Regions from separate parts of the Mus musculus genome. Here region 2 is linked to region 1. Evidence: chromatin contacts called from public Hi-C data. All regions are on one chromosome and are shown on one strand. The core of a region is the stretch at or near the end of the contact, and the rest is flanking DNA. Distances in the headings are between cores, read along the strand shown.

Region 1 (4,804 bases), core at 1,111-3,610:
AGCCTCATGCTCATCTGTAACCCTGACGACACTAAGCACACCTCATATGGAAAATAGACTAGTACAATCTTTCCCTTACTGGCATGTTCAACGCTGTGCTATGCCTCGCCTGCCTGTCTGTGTGTGTGTATAACAAATGTCCCCCACAGGCTCGTGGTTGACTGCTCTATTTCCAGTTGGTGGTGCTAACTTGGGAACCTATGAAGCCTTCAGGAGGTGGGGCCCAGATGAAGGACATAGATTCCTGGGGAACAATCTTTAGGGTGTATTATCTGCAGCCACTTCCTGTCTCAGCTTCCTAGTCAGCCATGACGTGAACAGCTCTCCTCCACCATTTGCTCCCCACACCCCTATGCCTTCCTCTAAGCACCCAGACCCAGATAGCCAAAGACTGATCTCTGAAACCTCTGAGCAATGTCTTGCCTCCCTGTCATGGTCTGTAGGCAAGACGCTTCACAGGCTGCATTGGGACAGGTGCTTCCCAGCTGGTGCTGATGTTTTGGGGAGCTGCGGAACCCTTAAGAGACTCTGAGACTGCTTCCAGCCCGGGCTCCCTGCTTGCTGGCTGATGCCATTACCAAGCAGCTGCCTCCAGCACTGAGCGTCTGAGACCAAGCCACATTGGTTGCCATCCTTTCCCTGCTGTGGTGGACAGTATCCCTTAAACTATGAGATAAACCTCTCAGCCTTCAAGCTATTTTGGTCAAGTATTTTGTTTACAGCAGCAACAAAAAGCTAACTAATGAAAGTGGTGATAGTGAACACCTTTGTCTCGTTCCTGATTTTAGAAGAAATGTGGTTTTTTTTTTTTAAATATTTCCTCATTCATTACAATATTGGCTGTAAGTTTGTCACAGCTAGCCTTTTCTGTGTTGCAATGTGAACAAAACATCTTGTCTCACGTTCTTTGGGATTTCATTATGAAAAGCCATAGACTTTGTCACAGGCCTTTTCTGTGTCTTTCAAGATAGTCATGTGATTTTTATTGATGAAAAGTAGCTCGTAGAAGGATGGGTTCCTTTTGACTGAGGGTTGAGGGTTTAGCCCGTCATAGCGGGGAGAGTATGGAAGCCTGGGGAGAAGCAGAGAGAGGAACTGGTGCCCAGCTTGTTTTCCCCTTTCTTCCCTATTCCATTCAGTCCAGGATCACACACAACTGTAGGATGATGCCACCCACATTCGGGGGAAGTCTTCCCTCCGCATTGAAACCTCCCTGGACACACTATTGCAAGGTCCTCCACATTGAAACCTCCCTGGAGACACCGCTGCAAGCATGCCTGAGGTGAGTTTCCATGCAACTCCAAATCCAGTCAAGCTGACAATAAAGAATGACCGTCATTGGTCTTAGTCAGGGTCCACCACTTTGTATAGATCTTTATTTTGCTTGAACTTGATAATTCCTATAACACTAATATAGTAATTTGATTTTTAGAAGTAAATTAACTTTGATTCTCTAGACCAGTGGTTCTCAACCTGTGGATTGTGATCCCTTTTGGGGATGGTATCAGAAGACCCTTTCACAGGAATCACATATCAAATATCCTGCATATTGGATACTTCTATCACAATTCACAATAGTAGCAAAACTACAGGTATGAAGTAGCAACAGAATAATTTCATGGTTGAAAGTCACCACAGCATGGGGAGCTATGGGTTCCTCTACTAAAGGGTTGCAGCATTAGGAAGGTTGAGAGCTACTGCTCTAGACTCTTGACTGCTCTGACCTGTGGAGCCCAAGTAATGGCTAGCCAGGCAAGATGCTTATTGATCACCTAACGTTCTTTAATTCATGACTCACTGGGCACCCTCTAGCAATGCTAGCTGCTGACCAGAAAAGAAAACTCTTCCACTTCCTTCTCCATAAGTGGAAGAGGACTTTGATTCTTACAGGAAGCCCCTTTGTAGAATCACCCCCTTACTACAGACCTTCTCTCTCTCAAGTAGCTTGCTCTCTTGACTGTTTCTCTTTCTTTCTGACTTTTCACCCAGAATGAAAATGCTGTGTGACCTTTATGAATGATCTTTTAAGACGTTTTTTAATTTCAGTTTGCAAGTATATTTTAACAATGTTCGTATTTATAGTGTCTTGGTTAGGGTTTCCATTGCTGTGAAGAAACACCGAGGCAACTCTTATACAAGACATTTAATTGGGGGTTGCCTACAGGTTCAGAGGTTCATTCCATTATCATCAAGGCAGGAAGCATGGCAGCATTCAGGCAGACATGGTGCTGGAGGAACTGAAAGTTCTACATCTTATTCTGAAGGCAAAAAAAAAAAAGAAGACTGGCTCCCACTTGGCTATGAGGAGAGTCTCAAAGCCTAACCCACAGTAACATACTTCCTCCAACAAGGCCACACCTCCCAAGTGCCACTCCCTATGGGCCAAGCATATTCAAACCACTACATATAGTCATCAAGGAAGCTGTTCTATCCTCTCTCCCTCTCTCCCTCTCTCCCTCTCTCCCTCTCTCCCTCTCTCCCTCTCTCCCTCTCTCCCTCTCTCCCCTCTCTCCCTCTCTCCCTCTCTCCCTCTCTCCCTCTCTCCCTCTGTGTGTGTGTGTATGTGTGTGTATCTATGTCCTTATCTGGTTTGGTTTCAAAGTGATACCAGCTTCCTAGCACCACTTTCAGAGCATCCCTTCCACTGCTGTTTTATGGACCTGTTGGAGACATATTGGTATTGATCCTTTGTTGAAGGTCTATAGCATCCAGAGTGATTCTGCTCAGTTTTGGGCTATCATTTTATTTATTTTATTTTTGTTTGAACACTTTCTATTACTGCGTCAATCTCATTTCTCATTATTAATCTGTTTAAGTTGTTTGTATCCTCTTGACTCAATTTTCATAAATCACTTCTGTCTAGAAACTTAGGTTTTTTTTCAAAATTTCAAGTTTATTCAGTGCATGTTTTCAGAATATTCCCCAATGAATCTTTGAATTTCAGTTGTATTTTCTGTGATTGTTCTTGTTCCTCTCATCACAAATTATATTAATCTCTCTCTCTCTCTCTCTCTCTCTCTCTCTCTCTCTCTCTCTCTCTCTGTCAGTTTCACCAAGGGCTTACCAGTCTTGTTAATCTTTTCAAGTAACCAATTCATGTTTCACTGATCCTTGCATTAATTTTTTAGTCACGTTTTATTGTGTGTCAGTTAGCTTTCCATTGCTGTAACAACATCTCAGATAAGCCACCCCAAAAGAGAAATAATTTCAATTTAGTTATAATTTAGTTTTGATCTAGCTTTGGAGATTACAATCCACATTCATTGGCTCCATGCTTTTTGTTTATGTGGTGTGGAAGATCGTTACAGGAGTATGTGACAAATCAGGAAAACGATGAGGAATGCAGTGGAGTCCCATAATTCCCTTAGAAGTCACCCTTTAGTGGCCTAATCTCTCACTATACACCACCTCTCAAAGGTCTTGAATATGTCCTGGTAGCACCAAGGTGAGGGCCAAGTCATTAACATGAATAGAACTTGAAATGAGATGAACAAGAGCCATTTTTACAGATACTACTGAAATCCAGGGGATCCTTGGGGACTATTCTGTAAGCATACACTGAATAAATTTGAAATTTAGAAGAAATGGCTAAGTTTCTAGACGTAGCACATGGGCTTTGGGGATGCATTCCAGATCCAGACTGCAGCCCCTATTAATTCATGTAGCTATAGCACATGAGTATTTGTTGCTATTCTATGAATATATTCCAATTTATGCTATGGATGAACAATGGGCATTTCATTTGAATTCCATGTTTTTCTTATATTTTTGGTTGTGAGCCTAGCCTTTAATGGCTGAGCCATCTCTCCAGTCCCAGTTTTTTTTCTTAACAAACAGGTTTTGCACATCTCATGATTTAAGACTTCTTCCTGATGGTCCTTAATCTTACTAATGTGTTGAAATTCCCAAGCTGCATTTAACTATGTTGGTGCCTGAATCCTCACCCTCACAGATTCTGATTTTGTTACAGTCTCAGAGTTTACTGCTGTGAGGCGACTCTTGTAAGGACAACATTTAATTGGGGATGGCTTACAGGTTCGGAGGCTCAATCCATTATCATGGTGGGAACATGGCAGTGTCCAGACAGGCATGGTGCAGGAGGAGCTGAGTGTTCTACATCTTCATCTGAAGGCTGCTAGCAGATACTGACTTCCAGGCAGCTAGGACAGGGGTACTAAAGCTCTCGACCACAGTGACTCACCTACTCCCACATGGCCACACTTCCTAATAGTGCCACTCCCTGGGCCAAGCATATGCAAACTATCACAGTTGCTCTGGGCATGTGGACTTTTAAACAAAATACCTCCAGATTCCCAGGTGGGCATGTAAAAGTGAAAAAGCTGCCCTAAAAAGGGTTCCTCGTCTCCATGTGCACTCCCATTATGCAGATTTTGACTTAGTACATCCATGATGATTTGAGACTACACATTTCATAGAATCTCCCAGATGATATTGGTCCACTGCCAAGGGTGGAGTACAGCTGAGTCTTAGGGATGTGCCTTCAGCCCCACTAGAACTATGCCAACTCATTTTTGAAAGCCAGGGTGCAATGTCTCCTCTCCACATTGGATTAGAGTTCTAGACTTCACCACTTGTATCTGACTTGGTGTATTTTGCCTAAATATTAAATATTATATCCCTGATCATTCAAGAGATAAGAATATTTCGAAATCACACGGGACATTTGACAATTTTCTATTGAGAGGGAAGGTATCCTTTGGGCTCAGGACCCCAAAGACCAAGTTGTCAGACTAAGTTCTCAGTACAAAGGAGATGTCTTTGCCCAGAGGGACAGAGGACAGGG
Region 2 (4,804 bases), core at 740-3,239, 230 kb before region 1:
TTAGAATCTCAGAGTTTCCAACCAAAGAGATCCTTTGTCTCTGTTGTAAGTGAGAAGCTCACAGTGGCCATAGCATGGAGGATGGAGTGGGAAGCCAGATTGGCTGTGTGGGGAAGATAGAGTTCATCTCAGCAGCTACAGAGGCTTCATCTCCGGAAGGTGTGGTGGATTAATTCCAGAGATGGGAGGATTCATCTCATTCAGGTGTGGGAGTTACCCAGGAAAAGGAGATGATGCAGGTTGGGCTGGCTGAGGGTGTTTTCCTCTGTTTACTATAGTGAATGATCATAGCTAAGACAGCTTAAACAACAAGAATGTCTTCTCTTCACCGCTTTAGAGGTCAGCATTCTGAAAGACTAGTGTGAACTTGATTGGTTCCTTCTGTGGGTTCTGGGTGGAAATCTGGTCTAAGCCTCTTGATCTGGGCCTCCTACATTACTTGCTGTCTCAGTGTCGAATGCCCTTCTTTTAATTATTTATTTATTTTTGTTTGTTTGTTTGGTTTTTCAAGACAGGGTTTCTCTGTGTAGCCCTGGATATCCTGGAACTCACTCTGTAGACCAGGCTGGCCTCGAACTCAGAAATTCACCTACCTCTGCCTTCCAAGTGCTGGGATTAAAGGTGTGTGCCACCACTGCCCAGCTAATGCCCCTCTTATAAGGACACCAGTTATATTGTGGTTAGTGTTGGGTCCCCTGAACTTGCCTAGCTTCTTTGCATCTCAGCTGCAATGTGACCTGCTTGCTGATAAGCATATTCAGGGCTGTTACTGTTATAACTGTGAACCATCCTGCTCTATGAGTCAACACTATCAAAATCCCAAGAATGAATCGTGCAGTCCTGGAAATGGCATGTGACTTAGCTTGCCTCAGCATCTTGGCATCACGTCCATTCAGCTGGGAATAGGATATAGATGGAGGATGCTGCCCAATCCCTCTGCTGTTCCTTAGTTGATCCCTCTTCATTTCTTCCCAGCCCGACCACCTAACTGACATGGGCTGGCATAAAGAGCAGTATGTTCTTGTCTACACTGATCAGGTTTGCTGGGGTTGGAATCCAGACCATCAGATCCAAGCAGCCAGCCTACCTCTTCAGGATTCTTGCTTATGCATTCACAGCTGCCTGAGTTCTAAACTGGGCTTCTGTCTGTCTTCATTTGCCCTTCTTTGTTCTGACTCGGCTCACCATCTGATACATGAGTCCTAGCCAGCTTCCTCCTGCCTTGGATCAGACCTGCAACTTTGCAGTGGCCGCATTGGCAGAAGCAGATTCAGACCCATGCCTACCTGTGCCTCTGGGGATAGAAGAGGGCCTTAGATCCCCTGAAACTGGAGTTATTAACTGATGTGAGCTGGGATTTGAGCTCAAGTCCTCATCCTCTGCGGGAGCAACAAGTTTTTCCAACCTCTTAGCCATCTCTTCAGTCCCCTCATCTGTATTTTTAAAAGCAACTCTGTGGTTCCAGCATGAACCAGAATCTAAGAATTCCAATATCCCGATACAATCTCTGGGAACGACAAAAAATAAAAGGGAAGAGACCACAAACAGAGTACAGTCCAATCTGCCCAGTACCTAGGAGAGAGAATTAAAAAAGATGAAAAGACTACTTTTGATTTTACTCCACCAAGAAACAGAATGTTAAAGATGTATAGCATGATGGAAAATCCACAGCATCTGCCCTTTAAACACTGCCAGAGTCTCCACTTCTTCACCAAGTATCTTTCATCTTAACCTTTATACCCAAGCAGCGAGTCCACAGACCACCCCCCCCCCCAATGACAAAAATAGCCTGGGAATAGTATTGTTTTCAGGAAGATGTAATTATTTCGAGTTGTTTGGAACATTTTGAGAGACACTGAATCATTGCTTCCTGGTGCTATGATTTAGATCTTGGTAAAAACCTCACGTGATGGTCAGACTTTGTGCAGCCTTCAGTTAAAAATAGCTTGATTGCAAAACCCCAGTGTGCTCGAGAAAATTAAAATAGTTTCCTCCAGCTTCACCAAGGAATGACACACATCTCCCCCTGAAGTGGCATGACCCAAGGCAAACGGTTGAATGGAAATCCATGCATAAGCTCTGCCTTTCCTCTTCACTGCCTTTTCAGTAAATGCTAATTGAAGAAAGCATCTGCATCCAGTTTTCCCTTTATTTTTGTAAATTCTTTGCTTACACCCGGACGAAAAGCCTTCTCTGCCAGTTGCGTGCTTAGGCATTGATCCAATGGAAAGATGCATGGATGGTTTGCAATTTTCCCCTTCGAGTGATGACATAAATTACTCCCCAGTGAGCTATTTACAATGTCGTTCTTTAACCTTGACCCAGTGCACATGTTTTGAGGACTGAGAATCACAAGAGCTCTATATAGTGAGGTTGTGGAGGCCAATCCCGCCTGTCCTTTATAGCTTTCCCACTATGACTCGTTTGTGACATGGCCTCGTGGTTTTGAATGTAGGTAGCAATAAAGCCAGTCACCTTGGGAGAGAGCCATTTCCACTTCAGTATGTTTGTATTCAGCACACTAAGTATTGTAGCCCATGAATCTGCCACTGTCTCAAACAGTGCATTGAGTTGCATTGGTTAGGAGACTTTCACACTAGCAGACTATCAGTGAGCTGATGGTAGGAGCTATAGAGATAGATTCAGTTCTGCTGGATGACCTTGATCAAGGTTGGGATTCTCCCTAAGCCTTTACTTTCTCCTCAGTGTTGATGTGAGGATGGTGCTCAGAGCATACCTGCCATATCTCAGCTTCCTTTTTCCTGTCTTTGGTACCTTTATCTTTAGTGGAGTTCCCTAGACACATAGTTGCACACAGCTATGTGAACACTCTTGGGACTAAATGTTGAGGGAGATGGGGAAAGGTCAGGGGAGGTCAGAAAAGAAACTAGGTTCAGGAGAAATATGACCTGTATGAATGGGGATCCGAAGTATAAATTGCACAAAATTTGCCCCAATTGGAACAAGAAACTCTTTGGCCACCCTATCCTAAGCAGTCACCGACCCCAGGCTTGAAAGGGGAAGCTTCAGGCCAAGTGGTGTCATGAAGAAAATGCAGGTGGGAGCCCATAACAAATGAGGGGAGGGACACTCCAGTCCTCCTGGAACAAGAGGCCTAGAGGAACCTCTGTGGAATATCTGAAAAGTCCTTCAAAGCAAAAGAGGCCCGCGCCAGAACTGGTGAGACCTAAGCTTGCCGTGGTTTGCCCGAGATGATCTGATAAAGCAAGTGTCAGGTATGCTAAGACTGAAGCCAAGGTAATGGGGCTCTCTGGTCTCCATTCTCCTTGGAGCTGGCAATGCCTTGGTTTATGACTGAGTCTAGTCCCTGAGGCTTAGTACCCACTTTTTATGAGTGAGGAGGGCTTCTTTTTTTGCAGTCCACAATCTGTCTTTTATTCCACAAATTATTAGACATGCATCTCTGATGGAGATGGAAGATACAGCTGGAAATGAACTCGACATGCTCATCATCCACAGCAGAACTCCCAGAGAGGCTGGGCCACAGACAGTCACATGGTAAGCCCAGGATGAAAAGGCTCTGTGTGCTCAAAGGAAAGAAGATGCTAGGATAAGAACAGGGACCCTCACTCCTATGTTGGGGGATGTGCAGCAGGGAAATGATTCAGAGAGTGGAGATTCATAATTTACATGGTCAGCCTGTGGGATTAGCCAGTCTCAGAAGGGAAGTTTTTGTGAGTGTGATGAGACAGGCCAGCTAGTGATGGCCCTAGAGAGCCATTTTTGCATTTGAGATTTACTCATAGCGCAAGATGCAGTCCCTAGAAGAATGTTAGCATGCTCTAATTTGCATTTTTATAGATAAAGGCTCTTCTGGCTGTGGGAAGGAAATGTTTTTTTGGAATCTAAGAATAAGAACTATTTATGTACTATTAGAAGTGCTGTGCAAGGTGACTCCACAAATATTTTTCTCTTAATCTTCAGGCAGGCTTTAAACAGGGCATTCTTTGGTGCGTGCTGCCCAGTTGATCCAGCCCCTGATTGAGGCCCATCCCCTCTCCCTGGACTACCTTTGCACATAGTTTGTGTGTGTGGCATCTGTCTCATGTGCTCTCCCTTCTCATTATCCTTGACAACTGAAGTTAGAAGAGTTGGCCTTTGGCTCTTTCTAGGTATCTCAGGAGCCCATGTCCCTTATGGCTCCCCAATACTTGAGAGCTATCATTTGGAGGAATTCGATGACCTCAGAGGAAGAGTGGCTCCACTTCCTTACACACATGCCCCATCTTTTCCTTTCTCTCCTGTACTGAGTATTCCTTCTTCCTCTATTCATGCAACCTACATTTCTAATGTTTAACAAGATTGACCTTTTTTTTAAGTTCTGGGGGCAAGTGTCTAGGGGCTTCAGTGACAGACAGGTGTATACGTTGGTCCAGGTCCCTTTCAGGGGACAGGCTCCTCATCCACTCCTCTTACTTGAGCCCTGCCCTCAGACACGACTCAGAGAACCTTTCCTCCTTACCTTATCAACTCAGCTGGCAAACCTAGGCCTCTGCTTCCCGACTCCCTTTTTTCCTTCTCCTGTTTGGAGTGTAAGGTTAGACTCCTTTACTTCCTTCCCTGGCATGCAATTCCTTCATAGAGTCACCTGTGAGCCTCTGAGGTCAGTCAGATTAGGGACCACAGTGGGGATGCTCAAATGCCCTACAAGGAGGTCTGTAGTCTGCACACATCCTCCCTTTACTCTACATCACCTATAGGTGGTTTATTAAATCCAATACAATATAAATGCAATGTGAGTATGGATCATAAATGTCCCTCAAATGTGCATGTGTTAAAGCTT

What was found. A called contact is a pair of places that touch in the nucleus more often than the background predicts.
Region 2: a contact with region 1 is called in a Hi-C map of bone marrow-derived macrophages, with 23 read pairs. The contact joins two enhancer-like sites. A contact is called at or near these places in 2 of 39 promoter capture datasets (the HPC-7 cell line and cranial neural crest), 4 of 484 Hi-C or Micro-C datasets (bone marrow-derived macrophages and embryonic stem cells), 4 of 115 datasets of contacts at active chromatin or transcription factors (embryonic basal ganglia, extraembryonic endoderm stem cells, neural progenitor cells and 1 more) and 1 of 9 other capture datasets (embryonic stem cells).

The regions. Positions count from the first base shown.
Region 1 is chr7:84,100,292-84,105,095 of GRCm38.p6, reverse strand. No RefSeq gene overlaps it. Among named protein-coding and RNA genes, the nearest start is that of Cemip, 16 kb to the right of the region's middle. Within about 2 kb of position 2,360, at least 20 of the 459 cell types and tissues checked have an H3K27ac peak or open chromatin away from gene starts, as enhancers often do. A contact at or near this core is called in bone marrow-derived macrophages, where this site is marked.
Region 2 is chr7:84,330,221-84,335,024 of GRCm38.p6, reverse strand. All of the region lies in intron 5 of Arnt2 (aryl hydrocarbon receptor nuclear translocator 2), which reads left to right. Among named protein-coding and RNA genes, the nearest start is that of Gm30873, 4.2 kb to the left of the region's middle. Within about 2 kb of position 1,989, at least 50 of the 459 cell types and tissues checked have an H3K27ac peak or open chromatin away from gene starts, as enhancers often do. A contact at or near this core is called in bone marrow-derived macrophages, where this site is marked.